Linked DNA regions of Mus musculus: regions 1 and 3 are each linked to region 2. The links are chromatin contacts, called in public Hi-C and HiChIP or PLAC-seq maps. All regions are on one chromosome and are shown on one strand. The core of a region is the stretch at or near the end of the contact, and the rest is flanking DNA. Distances in the headings are between cores, read along the strand shown. Region 1 has its middle 30 kb from the start of Fancf. Region 2 holds the start of Slc17a6 (solute carrier family 17 (sodium-dependent inorganic phosphate cotransporter), member 6). Region 3 has its middle 18 kb from the start of Gm33290.

Region 1 (2,700 bases), core at 109-2,608, 210 kb before region 2:
AAACTAAAAAGCAAGCTATGTATTTGCTTACATTTATTTATCTGAACAATGATTTTGTTTTTTGTTTTTTGTTTGGTTTTTTTTTTTTTTTGAGTTAGAGACTCATGCACCTCAGGCTAGCATGTAATTTACTGCATAGCCAATGATGATGACCGTGAAACCTCTGCATTATGCCCCCTAGAGCTGCAATTATATGTATGTACCACCATACCAGTTCAAGTGTCACTACAGTTGGAACTTAGGGCTTTGTGCCTGCTAGGCAGGTAGGCTGCTAACTGAACCACATCCTCAGCCCCATATAAACATTTTTTCTGATCATTTTCCATCTACCCTGCACTAAAATAATGGCATTAACATGGCAATCATACTGCTTACAGCAGAAAGGAGGCATGTTGACAGAGTGACCACTTGCATGATCCTAGGGTTAGTCACAGAACCTCGAGCTAGCCACTCAACATAGTAGCCTCTCCGGTGACCCTGCATTCATATAAGACTAGAGAAAAGTAGAGAGTTATTAAAACATGATGATTTGGTGATGGCAAGAAAATTAAACAGCTGCAGCAAAATGAGCCGTGGACTCTGGGGAGAATCTAACCTGTGTCCACAACAAGGCTCTGCTACTTTGTTGGAAAAGCAACATAACTCATTAGGTAAATTTGCTGTGGTCCATAGTGTTCTGCAGAAGGCCGGCTCACACCTGCTGAGTACTGCAACCACGGGATAATAAGGAACTTTCATCATGAAGATTGCTGATCTATCAATTTACTCCAGAAGCCGTTTAGAGTCGTATTCGCTGTTTCATTTGGTTTGATGAAAATGTAAAACCCAATATGTAAAGAATTATGAGTTCATTTTTTATTTTTTTCATTTTCAGTAGACTTTCAGCACATAATAATTCATGATGCATTTCCTTCTAATTAAACTGGACTCAAATTTCAGCCAAAGCAGAGAGAACACCCTTACTATTTTATTTTAATTACAACTGGACAGAACCTTAGCTTTTTTTCCCTTGTAGACTGGGGACTAGGTCCAGAGGGTTACCAGGAAGGACAATGGCTGTTTTTATTTAAATGGAAAGTTCTTGTTGGTGACCTTGTTCTATAATATTTTTTATGTGTGTGCAATTTATGCCTTTTCCTGAGGAGTTAGGACTGCACACTGTGGGGTTTCTCCCTGGAGACCTGTTCTCCTGGCCGGGTTGGTATGACAGGTTTAGGCATTAAATAGCGTTAAGCTTGTCAGAGAAAGGTTATTAAAAAATGTCCCTGCCTTTCAGGCTCCGTGCTCAGTAGGAGACCAAATGCTGTCCTCTGGGGCCGTCTTTCTATTTAGTCATGTCATTTGGCTCTTTGCCTATAGCAAAAAGTGAGACACCATCTGTTATTTCTCACTAATGGCCGTCGGCTCTGAGCTTGCCTGGCTCTCTGCTCACCCGTTTCCCACCAATGGCTGGACACAGTCTCACTAGCAGATTCTCTGCAGACAAGTGTGCTTTATTATTAATGGGCATAGAGAGGGAGCGGTGCTTAAAGAATCTAAAGCACAGTTTAGATTTAAGCTATTGTTTTTACTGTGTGACCGCTGTGAAATCTGTATCTTTTGTTTTTGTGGGAGTGTGATTGGGATTTTATGTGGGAATAGCCATTTGCTGATTATGACACTTACTCATATTAATTGAAGGCACCTGTAGTCAACATTTTATTCGTGGGAAGTCACATAAATAGATATTAATATTCCTTCCTTCTAGATAAGCCAAAAACTTAATGAAGTTATTTTACTTGTTAAATGCCGCAGAAGCTGAATGGTTTGACTAACCCAAGCCTTCCGTGGGAGCTGAACCTTCAACCCCTTCGCCATCAGCTCTTCACAAAGCCTGTTCACCCATGTAACCACCAACTCTTCACAATGTGTTCAACCACCAAAACACCAGCTCTTCCCAAAGCCGGTCAGGCTATTGGGATTCTGATTTGAAACCTAGACTTAAAAAGCCAATATACCCCGGAGCTCTTGACTCTAGCTGCATATGTATTAAAAGATGGCCTAGTCGGCCATCACTGCAAAGAGAGGCCCATTGGACATGCAAACTTTATATGCCCCCGTACAGGGGAACGCCAGGGCCAAAAAGTGGGAGTGGGTGGGTAGGGGAGTGGGGGGAGGGTATGGGGGACTTTTGGGATAGCATTGGAAATGTAAATGAGCTAAATACCTAATAAAAAATGGAAAAAAAACCAATATATGCTAGGAGCAAATTATCTCTTCGGAGATTTTCTATGTTGGCATTTATTTAAAGTGACAATATATTTCCTTTTAAATTTATTTTTTAACTGGGTCTTGTCTCATATATTACATGCTAACCACAATTTTTCCTCTCTCCTCTCCACCCAGTGTCTCTCCTTCTCCCCATCCTCCTCCCCTCTCTCCTCATCTGCTCCTCCTCCATTTCCCTTCGGATTAGCGCAACCATGGCATATCAAGTTGCAGTAAGAAGAGACACTTCCCCTCATATTAAGACTGGGTGAGGCAACCCAGTAAGAGGAAAGGGGTCCCCAAAGCAGGCAAAAAGAGTAAGAGACAGCTTCCATTCCCACTAATATATAAGAGGACATATTTTCTATTCAGCTTCAGGAACTACCAAGTACTTGGCTGCCTTTGCTGTCTGCCTGCTAAATATTGTTCTAAGCTTAACACAAACAGACTCCA
Region 2 (2,700 bases), core at 111-2,610:
TGCAGCTAAGGTCTAGATTCCTTTTCTTTCATTTGTCTTTGAAGTTTATTTTTAAAAAGGGTTTTGGCTTTTGTTATTCACTTGTTTGGATCAAAGGGATTTTATTTGTGAAATCTATAAGAAAACAAAGACAGGCTTTATGAGCAGGTGCTGAACGAACATTTTGGAATTGCAAAGGAGGATTAAGAACTGAATTGGAGCACATGAGAATCCCCAGGTAATGAAACAAAATCACACACACACACACACACACACACACACACACACACACACACACACGACAGGTTCGTTTAGTGTCACATTCCTGCATTCATAAGCAGGTTTCCAGTGGAACCTAGCTTCAGCAATGAGCAACAAAAAGACTTTCCCACCATGTTACAATCTTTCTAAGTAATCAAGCTTTTCAGAAATGGCTTTGCAGATTCTGTCCAGATGAGTCCCAGGTAAGCATGGGGTTGCAGTCTCTTACCTGTAGATCTGTCCGAGGGATTTTCCAGCAAAATTCTTTATCCCCTCTTTCCCCGGGGCCAAAATCCTTTGTTTTACCGACTCCATTCTTGTAAAGACTGGTGTCCAGCCTTACCAGATTTAAATTGTTGTGGCTATGAAAGACGGATTCTGCGCATAGTCTTAGTTGGTTAAGGTAGAGCTTTTTCTTCTCAGCAGAGGTGAGCTTTCCAGCAAGGCTGTGAGTTGGAGAGGGGAGGGAGGGCGAGAAAGAGAGTACAACAGAATAGCTGCATGCAGCCCACGGGTTTCCTAATAGGAGAATTGGTACACACAGTCACAAAGTCTCATTGGAAGGGGAGGATCCGGTGGCCGAGGGCGCGCGCAGTGCCGTGGTATTTGGGCGGGTGCTGATGAGTCCCTGTTCTGGAAGTCACCTCACCGAAAAACAACGTAAATTCCCGGTTTTGAAGTCTTATCGCAATCAAATCCGCTGTCTTTTAATCAGATTGACCAGAAACGTCATCGAACCCTTGTGTAAGGAAAAAAGCAAAAGAACCCTACTGTCTAAAATGGTGACTTTGCTGATCAGAGCTCATAGCTCTCAGAACCCTTGGGAGCTTCCTAGGCCTCAGGTGAGCGGCTGCTGTTAGCTTCCTGCCTTAACATGGTCTCCTCCCATCGCGCCGGCGTAATTGTGCTCTGCGGCAGAGTGGCAGAGTGGAATTAAGACTGAGAATGTTAGCTGATCTTTGCGAACGTGAGTGAATAACAGACACACAGCTGTGGTTTAGGCAGCGCCGGGGGAGACCTTCCATAAAACCTGACCGCTCCCGTCAGTGCGCGCGGCGCAGTTTAGCATTTCAGGACCACGGACAGAGGAAGCTAAGGAACCTTGGCTGCTGCTTTTGGCTAACCCGCTCGCCAACTTCCTAGGGGAGCTGGGCGGATCGCCCTGACCAAGGGCCTTTCTAGGGCTCTTCAGGAACGGATGCTATGGAAACCAAGTAGGGAGATGTCATCGTCTGCAGAGTTCTCAGGAGGAAAGCTGCATTTGGCTCTGCAAGGGAGGAGGGCTTTATTAAACACTGACAAGTTACTCTGCTTGGCCACCCGTTGCCCAGCATGTACATACTAGCTCTGACAGCATGGTGAAGAAGCAACACTGCAGAAGCTTCTACTTTAGGTGTGTGGTATCCAGGTGAACACCTGGTTCCCCTCCGATATAAAGCTTATGTTTATGAGATGCATAATAATATTGCTTGTGTATTTGATTCAACCCCTAAGACGAACAAGAAAGGATGCAGAGAGAGAAATGGAAGGAGACAAAAAAAAAAAAAAAAAAAAAAGAGGTGGGACAGAGAAGGAGGAGAGACAGAGAGATAATGACAGCTGTAACATTAGTGCACTTTCCGAATAAAGGACAGGCAGTCTGAAATGAATTCTTTGGAATTCTAAGTTTCTTTAATTAACTAATGCACAACACAATACTGAATTATTTCTAATTACAGGTAAAATTTGTACCTATAACTAAGCTTGTTAGCGAAGAGTAACTGATAATGTTTTAAAAATTTATTTCAATATATTTACACTCTATTTAAATTTTATTTTTCCCTCCTTATGACACCTTTTCTTAAGAGGGAGGCTATTTTTGCCATTGTTGCTTGTTGGGTTTTGAGAGATGGTCCTACAAGGTTTTCCATCTTAGTTGTGTATAATACCATTGAACCTATATCATTAAGCAAAACAATTAAATTGTGCTGAATTAATGTGAGTTATTTCGCATGGACCACAACCCTCTTAAGATGCAGTCCAGGCAAGTGCTTACGAAACAGACTGTCCTTGAGCTACATCCCCAAGGTTAAACCTTGGATGCTAGCTAAATCAACCAGGGGAGTGCGTTTTACATAGGGACTATTGGATTACATCCCAGAGGTACGGTGCAGAGTCAAATAAGAATGTTCTCTGACGATTTCAAATGATATGTGGAAAAAAATTTCCTAAAATAGAGAGATGAAAAAAAATCACAAATAGCTAAAACCCTTTGCAATTGTTAAATCCAAATCCAAAGCCTATAAAATTGTATTTCATTAAGAAGTATGGTTGAGCAAGAATACCACGATTACATTCCTGTTATTTTGGGACATATGCATTATGTGAATGTTATATATTATATTACGTATATACTTTAAAAACCAGGAAGCCATCTTCAAAAATATCCCTGGAATGCCACAAAATTGAATGCACTTCCAT
Region 3 (2,700 bases), core at 83-2,582, 170 kb before region 2:
CTGCAATTTATCTCCATCTTTCCGGTGTGTGGTGTGGTGTGTGTGTGTGTGTGTGTGTGTGTGTGTGTGTGTGTGTGTGTGTGTGTAGAATTAATACTGTATGATACATCTACTCACTTGTCATTTATACTGATTTTTATCTTTTATTCTAGATCTAATTATTTTCCCATGTATCTTGCTAGGAAATCCTGAGAACTTCCCAGAGCAGGTAATTAACTGCTGAAAGACCCAGAATCCAAAGCTAAATCGTTCAGAGCTACATATCACTTCTGTCAGGACAGAGCTCTAACTAGCACCCAAGTACAATGAATACAAATGCTATCAGTTAACAACTCTCCAGAGCCACACTGACAGAATATATCTGAACAACAGGTTAAATTTCTGACAAGAAAACCATTACCTTAAATATTGTAGATCATCATAATATTCCATTTAATACTCTACCATACCATATCATACCATACCATACCATAACATACCATATCATACCAATGCATACCATACCATATTATATCATACCATACCATACCATACCATACCATACCATACCATACCATACATCATATCATTCCATACCATACCATACCATACCATACCATACCATACCATACCATACCATATCATTCCATTCCATACCATACCATACCATACCATACCATACCATTCCATACCATACCATACCATTCCATACCATACCATACCATACCAATGCATACCGTACCGTACCATACTGTATTGAACTGTACTGTTTTATATAATGTCATTCCATTCTATCAGAGTATAAGAAAGTATTTGTGGTTTTTATTTTTTTATCCTGACAAGATTTTTTTTGTATCTAAAAATAATCTTTGAGTTTGAAGCTCTGAAGAGTCCATTGTCTTTGGGACAGAGACAAATTGGTCTGCATTCTTTAACATCACTTTCTCTGGATCTGTATTAGTGATGGAAAATCACCAGGAATATTTATTTTACTTATTTTACTTTATTAACAATGGAGAGCATTTCCACTGAGATTTAGACATTGTTTTCATTTTTTTTCTGTGTGCAGGGTTAGGGCTCAGCTGGAAGTGCCTGCTGCGTAAGCATGAGGACCCGAGTCCACTTCTGAACCCTTCCGTAAAAGCTGGGTGTGGAGTGTGCATCTCTTACCCCAGGGCTGTGGATGCTGAGGTAAGGCAGAGAAAGGGAGAGCTGCAGAGCTCACTGACCAGCTAGTATATTCAAAATAGCAACCTTCAGCTTCCGTGAGACATCACGGCTGAAGGAATAAGCTATAGAGAGGGATGGAGGAAGACACCTAACTTCATCCTCTGTCTTCCACTGGAGCATGCAAGAGTCCGTGACCTCACCCACATCCCTGTGTACACACATGCACACACTGCAATACCCAGTAAGTAAATAAATCAGAACCCTTCCCTTGCTGCATTTTTACAGGTTGAAGAATTTTATCTAATAATCTGCCAACGACTCCTTTTGTTTGAGGCAGTCAGTGGCAGCCTTTAATATGATTTTATTTGTGTTTCAATAAAGGAAAGCCAGGATACAGACATAGAGATTTATACTCTGCAATCTTTCTTGAAGTGTGAAGGACGAGAGAGAAAAGGGATGAATGTGCACAGCCCCAGCACCTCTGTCTGAATCTTAAAACGATGCATCCTTCGATAAACATTAAATCTTATTATTGCTCTAAGGCAATAAATCTTCTGAGACGTGGGGGAGGCAGAAACACCACTGCACTAATGAGATTACTCCGAAAATAAAGCGGTGGATTAGGAAAATCTAATTTGGAAGTGATGAAGTACATGTGATGTCCAAGTAATTATTCCTGCACAGCCGCATCCGCAGGGAGCTGGAAGTTATTGGGCAGTGCACTGTGTTAATGATTCGGCTGCCTGACATTTGAGTGAATGTGCTGACCGTCTGCCGTGTCGCCTCTCCCATTGTCAACATTCGCAACTGGTCCAGCAGCTGTGTTCAAAATGCTGCCAGAGAAAATCTGGAGCTGAGTGTGTGTGTGTGTGTGTGTGTGTGTGTGTGTGTGTGTGTGTCTGTCTGTCTGACTGTCTGTCTGTCTGTCTGCATCTGTGTGTAAGTATGTGCACCATTGGGTGTGTTTGTGTATACATATGCATATGTGTATAATATGTTTTATGTGTAGTTGTGTGTCTACATGTGAGCCTGTGTGTATGCATATGCATAAGTGTGCATATATGTGAATATCAGTATGTCCACATATACCAGTATGTTCATGTGTACATATGTTCTTGTGTACATATGTGTGTTTATATGTATGTGCACATCTGTTTTGAGTCTGTGAATACCTTCTTAGGCTAGTTCTTTAGACACTTTAAAATCTGGGCCAAGAGAGAAGTGCTCTTGAAAGAAAGTCATAGGTAGAAACCTAACATGTGTGTGTATATGGGCATGTGTATGCATTCATGCATGTGCACGTGTGTGCACGTGTGCCATGGAACACATGTTAAGTTAGAGGATGACGACTTTCAGGAATTGAACTGCAGCCGTTGTAGACCAATGCCTTTATCTCCCTTCCAGTGGTAAGTTCCAGATCTCATCTATTTCTTCATTAGAGGTTGAATCCCACCCTCTCCCATCTTTATGCTTGGTTCCAGCTCCTAAGTATATCACCTTAGCTCCTTCTCTTCTGAGAAAGAAGCTGCTGGACTGAGCTTCTGCAAATAG

What was found. Hi-C and Micro-C count contacts between places; a contact is called where the count stands out from the background. HiChIP or PLAC-seq counts read pairs in DNA pulled down with a chosen protein or histone mark.
Region 1: an H3K4me3 HiChIP or PLAC-seq map of embryonic forebrain shows a contact between it and region 2, with 7 times the contacts expected there. The contact joins the enhancer-like site here to the promoter of Slc17a6 in region 2. A contact is called at or near these places in 20 of 39 promoter capture datasets (the 3T3-L1 cell line, 3T3-L1-derived adipocytes, the C10 cell line and 11 more), 17 of 484 Hi-C or Micro-C datasets (the 63-12 cell line, the C2C12 cell line, CD8 T cells and 12 more), 8 of 115 datasets of contacts at active chromatin or transcription factors (embryonic basal ganglia, embryonic forebrain, embryonic hindbrain and 5 more) and 3 of 9 other capture datasets (adipose tissue, liver and pancreatic islet).
Region 3: a contact with region 2 is called in a Hi-C map of cerebellum, with 1.9 times the contacts expected there. The contact joins the enhancer-like site here to the promoter of Slc17a6 in region 2. A contact is called at or near these places in 13 of 39 promoter capture datasets (the 3T3-L1 cell line, 3T3-L1-derived adipocytes, the C10 cell line and 9 more), 9 of 484 Hi-C or Micro-C datasets (3T3-L1-derived adipocytes, the AML12 cell line, Th1 cells and 5 more), 12 of 115 datasets of contacts at active chromatin or transcription factors (astrocytes, craniofacial prominence, embryonic basal ganglia and 9 more) and 3 of 9 other capture datasets (adipose tissue, liver and pancreatic islet).

What each region holds. Positions count from the first base shown.
Region 1 is chr7:51,830,734-51,833,433 of GRCm38.p6, reverse strand. No RefSeq gene overlaps it. Among named protein-coding and RNA genes, the nearest start is that of Fancf, 30 kb to the left of the region's middle. Within about 2 kb of position 1,358, at least 35 of the 459 cell types and tissues checked have an H3K27ac peak or open chromatin away from gene starts, as enhancers often do. A contact at or near this core is called in the C2C12 cell line, cerebellum, embryonic basal ganglia and 2 more, where this site is marked.
Region 2 is chr7:51,620,490-51,623,189 of GRCm38.p6, reverse strand. Slc17a6 (solute carrier family 17 (sodium-dependent inorganic phosphate cotransporter), member 6) reads right to left here and starts at 1,360. Exons shown (of 12, transcript NM_080853.3): 1 at 470-1,360. The coding sequence starts at 555. It overlaps Gm33136 (a long non-coding RNA gene), which reads left to right. Exons shown (of 4, transcript XR_003946771.1): 1 at 1-443; 2 at 956-1,082.
Region 3 is chr7:51,790,098-51,792,797 of GRCm38.p6, reverse strand. No RefSeq gene overlaps it. Among named protein-coding and RNA genes, the nearest start is that of Gm33290, 18 kb to the right of the region's middle. Within about 2 kb of position 1,332, at least 19 of the 459 cell types and tissues checked have an H3K27ac peak or open chromatin away from gene starts, as enhancers often do. A contact at or near this core is called in cerebellum, where this site is marked.